2 separate regions of the Mus musculus genome follow, and region 2 is linked to region 1. The links are chromatin contacts, called in public HiChIP or PLAC-seq maps. All regions are on one chromosome and are shown on one strand. The core of a region is the stretch at or near the end of the contact, and the rest is flanking DNA. Distances in the headings are between cores, read along the strand shown.

Region 1 (4,433 bases), core at 1,574-4,073:
TGAATGTGTTTCCATACTGAATATGAATCTCCAGCTTAGAAATGTTAACTCCCAATTCCTTTTAGGTCACACCAGATTTTCCTATTTCGGATTTTGCAGAGGTTAGTGAAACATGGACTCAACTATTGGCTAGAAGTTGAATCACAGTGGGGAGGAAAAGACGCTTATTATTCAGGGAGTCAACAAGGAAGGTGTCCTGCCTACTTATGACAGCCTTTAAAACTTCAGTGTTAGCTGGGAGACAAGCAAAAATGCAGAAAGATAAACACTGAGGCCAGGACTTCCTTTTCAGTTCGTTGTTTCTTTAACAAGATCACTACTGTCTTATTGAGACCCAAAGACTCAGAAGTCTTTATGATTAGAACATCAAGAAGTCTAATAATAAATAGTAATAATGATAACGATCATAATATTAAAATCAACCTAGTTATTGCCAATAAGTTCCTTCAAATAACTGACTTGAAAATACATCTGAAAGTCATTAGGTATTTTTCTACTGTCTTTGTTCTTCGTTTTCAAATACTAGCTGATTGGTGTTGAACTTTGGCTTGTCCTGTTCTCTATGCCACATCCACACCAACTCAAAGGTATTTATTTACTTAGCTAACTTCGTCATTAAGGCTGCCAACAAGGATCCGGGATGGCAGCAATGCAGGATTGCAGGTTTGTAAAAGGGATAAACATCATTCAGAAATGAGCTCATGTGTACAGTATTCATATGATTACAGGGAAAGGTCATATTATTCTCACTTTATAGTGAGGAAACTGAAGGAATAAGAAATCAACACTTCTTGAACATGTCTAGTGGGGGAGACACAGCACTAGGCCTTTTAGAATAATCTGGTTATTTAGAAACAAGCTGGTTAATACCCCTCAAACGATCAAAATCTAGTGGATGTAAAAATGCACTAATAGAGACACAGAGTACTGTGGAAGAACAGGAAGGAGAGTGGTTTGAACACTTTCTGCAAGGTTTAGAACTGTTTTGTGGTGATGGAATCTAAGCCAAGTCTTAATGGTTTGTGGGCGTGGGGCAAAGATTACAGAATAACAGAGGAGATAGAAGAGCAAAGATAAAGAAAGGAAAAGAGTGTGAGAATTTACTTCGTAGTCGAATAGAACTTGAGGGCAGGGGCAGATCGAAGGCAGAGGGAGGAGGAATTCAGAGGGTTTGCAAATCGAAGCTTACTCTGTGGCAGTGTAGAGGAGACTAGGACGTTGCAACTGTTCAGCAAAGAGATAATGAGAGCTGGAACTAGGAAAATGTGGACTAGAAAGGCAATGGTCTGAAAGATAGTAGCGATAAGGATCTGGGTGATTTACCCACTGGTTGGACACTAGGAAAGAAGAGGGTGAGTAAACAGGTCTGAAGCATTAAATAATTTTACACTTGAGTTTCTCTTGGACCAGACAGAAAGGAAATTGAATGTAAGGCCAATGATCAGGACAGATATAAATCTAGAAATCAATCCGAGCAACAAGGTGACTTAATCCGTGTCAGAAATCACTAAAGCGAAACCCGGAGAGTACAAAGAAGCAAAGGAGTCGAAACAGAACCTTCAGGAAACACCTGCGTTTTTGAAAGAGGAGAGAAGGAAGAAAGGTTATTTTGTAACCCGGATGGTCAGAGAGATAAGACTTAAGTGGTGAGGCATTAAAAGCAAGAGGTTTCAGATAGCTCGATATTGCTGAACGGACAAATACGAAATTTACTGTGGCCACAGAGGTCACATCCAAGCTCCTCAACTCTGCCGCCACCTGCTGAAGTGGCACAAAAGAAAGACATGTGCTTTTGCAAGAGAAACCCACCTGTCATTTTACCCACAGTTAGCCTGCCAATCAGCCATTGCAACTCATTACAACATCTAGTCTTCACTAAATTAAAAAAAAAAAATCACTTTTGCATTGTACACTTCTTTCCTTCATGGGCTTTTAAGATAACTATTATTAATCACGTTCTTAGCTTTGCTTGGCCTCCTTCATTTTGAGTGTCCTGCTTAGTTGCTGGGGTACTGAATTAGAGGAGTAATTCAGGAGTTAGATTAGTGTTTGCTAACTTCTTCCAAGCCTTTGTGCAAAAGTTCAAGCTACGTGTGCAAAAGTAGAAGGACGATATATACATATTAGAGTTGTGTATATGCGCTAATGAAAGTAAAACTCTCACATGGTCGTCAAAGGTTCGAGTCATTTAGCTGTTGTTCATTTCCTAGTTTTTGTTTTGTTTTGTTTTGTTGTCATTTTCTCGAGGGCAGAAGAATATTTTCACTGTTCACCCAGGCATTCGGTACCGACCTGGGGGCAAGTCTCATTCTGTCAGCTCTCAGGAAAAAAAAAAAATCTTCAGGAAGAGAATGGCAAAGCACTCACGAGTCTCAAGGACTGGGCAGCCCACCGACGAGGTAGGGTTGGCCAAAGGTCTTGCGGAACACAGAACGCCTGGAACCTGCGTGGCCTTTACAGAATAGGACTACAAGTCCCAGAACGCAGGGCGCTACTAGGCAGAAATCTAGCAAGGCGCCTGCGCGTAGGTCTGTAGTCAAGCTGGAGGAAGCGGTGCACCTTGGGACTAGTAGTTCCTAGGTGGCAACTCCTGGGGTCGGAGGTGGATCGAAGGGACAGCTCCCTGCCCAGTCCCGCCTTTTGTCCACGTCCCGCTTCTCTGGGCCAATGCTAGGTCCTGTAGCTGCGGCCAGCCCCTCTCCGAGGCTGTCTCCATTGGTCCCGAGGCTATCTCACTTCGGCTCTACCCGGAAGTAGCCTTGGAGAGGCGGTTTCCTAGACTACGACACCGGAAAGCTGGGGGCGGTGCTCCGAGCCGTGGAGGGCGGAGGGTGGTGGCAGCGCTGGCGCTGGGGGACCGGCTCGGTGACTTCGGCAAACAGTTTGGCGCCGGCGGCCGCCAGCCTCACTCCACAGTCCGCCCTCGACACGGCTCGCAGCCTCCTCGCCGCCGGCAGCCCGCAATGTGGCCCACCGTGCCGGTGTAGCAGCTGCGCGTGCGCGGAACCGCGGGGCCATGAGCAAAGCCGGCGGCTGCCGGGGCTGTGGGTGCCGGGTCCCCCAGCGAGCGTCATGGAGCCTGGTGGCAGCGACGGCCGCGCTCTGTCTGGTGTTGGCCACGTCCGTGTGCACGGCAGGGGCCGCGCCCATGAGTAGGGAAGAGAAGCAGAAGCTTGGGTAAGGGTGCGTGGCTGTCCGGGTGGGTTTCCTCGCGCGGCTGCCAGCAGTGGAGGTGCCTGTCATTGCGCCCCCGGCGCACTGTGGACTTTTTCTGTGGTGACTGTAACAGCTGGTGAGGCTGGAGGACCTCGGTGCGGTGGACGGGGTCCAGGACGATGGGAGCTGATCCCCGGGATGTGACCTCGGGGGCTGTCGAGTGTCTCCTGGGCAGCCTGTGACATATGTAGTGTTGTGTCAGCGCCTCTGCCATGTCAGGGGCTGGTGGAGGGGCTACCGCCTGGGTGGCGGAGGCAGGGTTGGATGTCTCACCCAAGTGAGCTCCCAGCGGGAAAATGTTGCGGTGCTTACACCTGTTAAAGGAAAAGGGGCGTTCACCGGAACTTGAACTTTTCAGACTTCACTATCCCCCTTGCTGTGTTTTCTTTCCTAAATGGCACTTGTGAGCTAGAGCAGGCGATTTGATGCTATTCAGAGGCCTCGATTAAGTGTACCCCCTTAGAGTAGTTTTATGAGGCTTAAAAGTGTTCCAAAACACTATTTATAGCATTTAATCCAGTAATTCGAATACATCCGAAGTGGCACAAGTGACTAAGAACGAAGTGGAGAATCTCTGGATTTTGGCAAAACCGTGAAGTTAAGTGAGAGGAGAGGAAATGTGTGCCTGTCAGTAGCACGGCGAGTTGACTGCGAAAGATGCTTATTAAAACAGTGAAGTGGGTGGGTTTTGCTTGTCTGGTAGGTTAGCACAGAACACTAGAATGCACTGCTGATTAGTGAAGAGGTGAGAAAACTGGTGGGGATGTAAACCACGTGACTTATTGACACCAACTCCAGAATTTTAAATTGTGCTTGCTCTTTGATTCATTTCTTTCTCTGGAGAATCTATCCTACAGAAGTAAAGACACAATTAGAGATAAGTGTATAAAGGGGTGCATTTTGACAGAACAGAACAGGCTGGGGGGGGGTGTCATACATTTAGAAAGAGTTCTGTACTAAAGCAAGTTGTAGGTTAATATATAAATAGAAAGCATATTATTTTATAAGAAAAAATAGTTGCCTGAACTCAGGAAAAAATAACAGGTAACTTATCCCACAAAGGGAGGTGGAGCCATTAGGTTCTGACGTAGATACTTCTTTACTTCCGCCATTGCAAAAGAACTATACTAATTTTTAAATCACAGAGCAAATAAAAATGTGAGTAAAAGAAGATGAAGTGTTATCTATTCAAACAAAATTACCAGTGAATTCTAGAC
Region 2 (4,101 bases), core at 1,169-3,668, 830 kb after region 1:
CAAAGGCTTTAACTTTGCCAAGGAGTTATCAAAACCCAGACCTAGATATTTAAACTTATCTACTATTTTAAAAAAAGTTAAAAATGAAATTTCCATCATTTACTAAGAAACTGCCATCCCTATCAGGATATCCAGGATGTCTGTATTTTAAGCTGCACAAGAAACAAAGAAACAAAGCGATGTTGAGATTTCCTGAAAGGTTTTGCACTGAATCAGCAACGTGAGCACCCAGAAGCCTGCAGGCCATTAAATCTCCCAGGCTTCCTGCATCAGAGGAAGGAGCACTTGAGTCGCCCTCTTTCTGCTTGGTCCTGTGGGAGCTCGGCTGAACAGTCACCAAAACCAACACCTTCATTTTGAAAAGCTTCTGACATCAGGGATGAGAGTTGAACTTCCGTACTCTTAGGACAAGCAGAAGGTTAGGAAAGCCAGGACTGGCACTAAGAAGGTTACACCTGAGCCACTCCAGTACCTGCTCCCTACAGCTTTTCCCGCTGAGCGCATCTTTCCCTGGACCTGGAAGAACAGAGAAAGGGTACTAGCCACCTTGCCGCCTCCAGAAGGAACACACAGCAAAGGATCACCTGTCTTTCTGGGTGACACACGCTAGCGTGAACCTAAGACTACAAGTTAAGTGTATAGTTTAACTTCAGGACTAAATGAAAACTTGGTTATTTTTAAGTGAGGTGAAGTCATCTGGGATATACTGCATGCGTTTCACACATTCTTAGCCAGCTGCTTCTAAGGAGGCGTTTGAAAACAGAATGGATTTGTATGATGTGCTTTTTACAAAATTCACTACTACCAAGCTGCCAAGGGCACAGGTTTTTCTTTTTTAGGGGGTTGGGGGTGGGGGGACTTCGAGACAGGGTTTCTCTGTGAAGCCCTGGCTGTCCTGGAGCTCACTTTGTAGACCAGGCTGTTCTCGAACTCAGAAATCCACCTGCCTCTGCGTCCCGAGTGCTGGGACTAAAGGCATGTGCCACCACCGCCCAGCCAGGTTTTTCTTTTTCACTGAGTATGTATCTTAGCCCTTACTGTCTAGATGGGACATTACATTCAGCAGGCAGGTTAGATCCTCCCAGAAGATATGCTCACAATCTGAGTGGCATCCACAGCGATATCTTCCAGTACACTCCAACAGACAAGAAAAACGTATGTTTGTTAGGCAGTGTTCCTAACACCCGTCCCCCACTCCTGCCACAAGCATCACTCCTCTCAGAGGTGGGGCCATCCAAAAACATGCAAAGTAAATGTGGGAATTTCAGATCATCACAAACACTACAGAGAAAGGAATGCCAGTCATATTCTCCAGTTATAAATTTCCACTTCACTAGCAAGTCAAAGCAAAAAAGGACCCTACAACCAAAGTGTTACCTTACACAGTACCATTGTGTGGCTAAGGAACAAAACACAGGACCTTACAACCAACATGTTATTTTATATTACTGTTGCATGTCTACAGAACCAGACTCTGAAAGGATTAAAAACCAGGAAGGAATGTGTATTAGCCAGCCGGTTGGTCAGCTTTCTCTCACTGGAACAAATACCTGAGCTAATCAATTTACAAAGAGAATAAAATTCAATTTTGGTCCATGCCTGGTTAGCCCTGTTGTTTTTGCCTGTCTGAGCCAGGGCAGCACATCACAGTGGGCAGCATAGAAGAGCAAACCTGCTTACTTCATAGCTTGGAAGAGAAAGAGCGAAGTGGGAGGAACTGAGGCTCCCTGTCCTCTGTGAAGGCATGTCCCAAATGATCTGGAGGCCTGTCACTATGTCTCATGGGTATCCCCCCTCCCACCCCTGTACCTCACTAGAATCTAAGCCTCTATCACATAGATTCTGAGTGATACTTATAAGTACTGCAGAGTACAAACTGGAAATAAATCTCTTTTTAATTCCTATGCTCCACACAACCCCTGTACCTGCCTAACACACAAGTCTCATGACTGAAAGAAAAAGAAGTTGCTTTTTCCATAAAACATCTTAAAACTCCAAAAGCAGGAAACATTTTTGGCCTAAGGAAACACCCCCCAAGTAAATTTAAAACATCTTCGTAAGATGAGGTTGAGATGGGGTCCCACTCTGTAACCTAGGCCAACCTCATACTCACAGTGATTCTCCTGCCTCCTCTTCCCGAGTGTTGGACTTATGGGCATGAGGGTCGCAGCAGTTTTAATTATATGTATCTTTGTGTAAGTTGTCTTGACGAGTGTTCCTGTCTACCAGCACACATTACATATTTAAGACGGTGGGACCCATGGCAGGCTCGGCGCCATTTTCACACAGTGCCTTGTGCGTAGGCACTTTGCATTAAACAGCTGATAAGTAACTTGAGCTGGCAACCGAGAGTACTGCTGTAGTGGATTTCCCAAGTTTGTGAAATATCATTTCCAGGGAAAATGAAATGAGGAAGCAGCCAGGAAGATGACTAAGAAGGCTTCCCCAGTCGCCCTCTCTTTATGAGTTAGCATGGGAGGTGCCAGGCACACTGGGAAAGAGGGTCTGAATCACACAGGGTAGCTTTGAGCTTTGATCCCCCCTCTGCTGCTTGCCCACTGTATGTTTTTTGAGCCATTTGTGAGCACAGAGTTGTAATAAACAAATGGTGTGAGACAAAGTTTGTGAAAACATGGCAAGCTGATACGGGAAGGAAATTCATTCAAAGACCTACCGATTCGCCTTGTCTCTGTGACACAGACAGAGTTACCTAACATCTTATATCAGTTCATAGGTGGCCTCGGCCTTTAAGCTTCCCAAGAGTCCTCTGAGGGAATTCACTTGCAATGCAGGAGAACTTAATGCTTTGCACTCTGACCTGCAGCCTGGGAATGGCTTGCCCGAGGTTTCTGGAGACCTGGCTCTCCCTGTTAGCATTTGCTAACTTAGTTATCAGAGAAGGCGAGACTGTTGGAAAACAGCAGGGTCTGCACCTCTGTGGGTCGTTCTCAGCTCTCACTGAGGACCACTTGCTGAAGGGGGCTCTGCCAACATCTGAGGTTGGACATGTTCAGTGCTATCTACTCCCCCCCCCCACCCCCCACCCCTGCTTCTTTAAATGACGAAGTCTTTCACAGACTTCTCTGAGTGAAATGTATGCTCGACATTAGAGAAAATAAAATCTCAAAGTCCAACACAGTCAGCCCCCAATTAAATAACTTCCTCTTCAGTTAAAAGGAAGCAGAGAAAACCTAAGTCTGGGCCATGGCAAACGTCACTGCAAACAGGAGCTTGTGAGTTACTGATCACCCCAATAAAGGATAAGCAAAGGAGAAAGTCGACATGGAATTAGCTATGACTTCACAACACTGCCTACTTGTCAATCCCACAGACCCATACTAGGGAGAAGAAAAAACAAAACTATGAACAGATTAAAAAGAAATCTCAGAAAGTAAACAGTTCCATACAGGGAAAGCCACAACTGGAAGTCTTAAGGGAAATCAAAGCTTGACTTCACACAAGCCAGACTCCGGTGGGAAAGGGGCACTGCAGCATCTGCAGGAATCTATTCGTGTCTGCTCATTACAGGGTTAGCACATACTGCGATTGGCTCGCAACCTTCTTCCCACGCCACTGAAGACACCAAAAGAAATACCTGAAAGATTCTGTCTGAGGCTCACAAACAAGCCTAACAACCTAACGGTGTGAAAATGGTATTTCCAATGGTTATCTTCTGAACAGGTGAGTCTGCACAATAAATTGCTTCCTCTTTATTACAGGCATAAAAATCCTAACAACCAATTTGGGAACACAGCATTTCACAGACTCTACAGTTGGATTTCGGTGGAGACTGAATCGGGGCCACAAGATTTCAGCGTGAGTAAGAAATGAGGTGGGAAAGAAATATTCCTGTTGAGGTTGGCACACACAGAGACAAGATTACATTTCTGCAGAGAAAGCAAACTAAATGGGATTTGTTTCTCTGAACTCCTCCACCAGCACATATTAGAACCCTCTATCACCTTGTATGGTGACTTAGCACTTGCAAGCCAGCCTTATCTTTTGCAGGAAAATGTCCTGAGGAGTGGGTCTAAGTCTAATGGAGCTGGCCTTTGCAATCTGAGGGGTTCCCCTAAGGGAAAGGAATATGAAATTAAGAGG

What was found. HiChIP or PLAC-seq counts read pairs in DNA pulled down with a chosen protein or histone mark.
Region 2: a contact with region 1 is called in an H3K4me3 HiChIP or PLAC-seq map of bone marrow-derived macrophages, with 6 times the contacts expected there. The contact joins the enhancer-like site here to the promoter of Edem3 in region 1. A contact is called at or near these places in 2 of 39 promoter capture datasets (the C10 cell line and pre-B cells) and 1 of 115 datasets of contacts at active chromatin or transcription factors (bone marrow-derived macrophages).

The regions. Positions count from the first base shown.
Region 1 is chr1:151,752,551-151,756,983 of GRCm38.p6, forward strand. It overlaps Edem3 (ER degradation enhancer, mannosidase alpha-like 3), which reads left to right and starts at 2,824. Exons shown (of 20, transcript NM_001039644.2): 1 at 2,824-3,177. The coding sequence starts at 3,017. 2810414N06Rik (RIKEN cDNA 2810414N06 gene) reads right to left here and starts at 2,468. Exons shown (of 2, transcript NR_151475.1): 1 at 2,293-2,468.
Region 2 is chr1:152,578,908-152,583,008 of GRCm38.p6, forward strand. The region is part of intron 3 of Rgl1 (ral guanine nucleotide dissociation stimulator,-like 1); the gene reads right to left. Among named protein-coding and RNA genes, the nearest start is that of Gm51749, 41 kb to the left of the region's middle. Within about 2 kb of position 2,419, at least 27 of the 459 cell types and tissues checked have an H3K27ac peak or open chromatin away from gene starts, as enhancers often do. A contact at or near this core is called in bone marrow-derived macrophages, where this site is marked.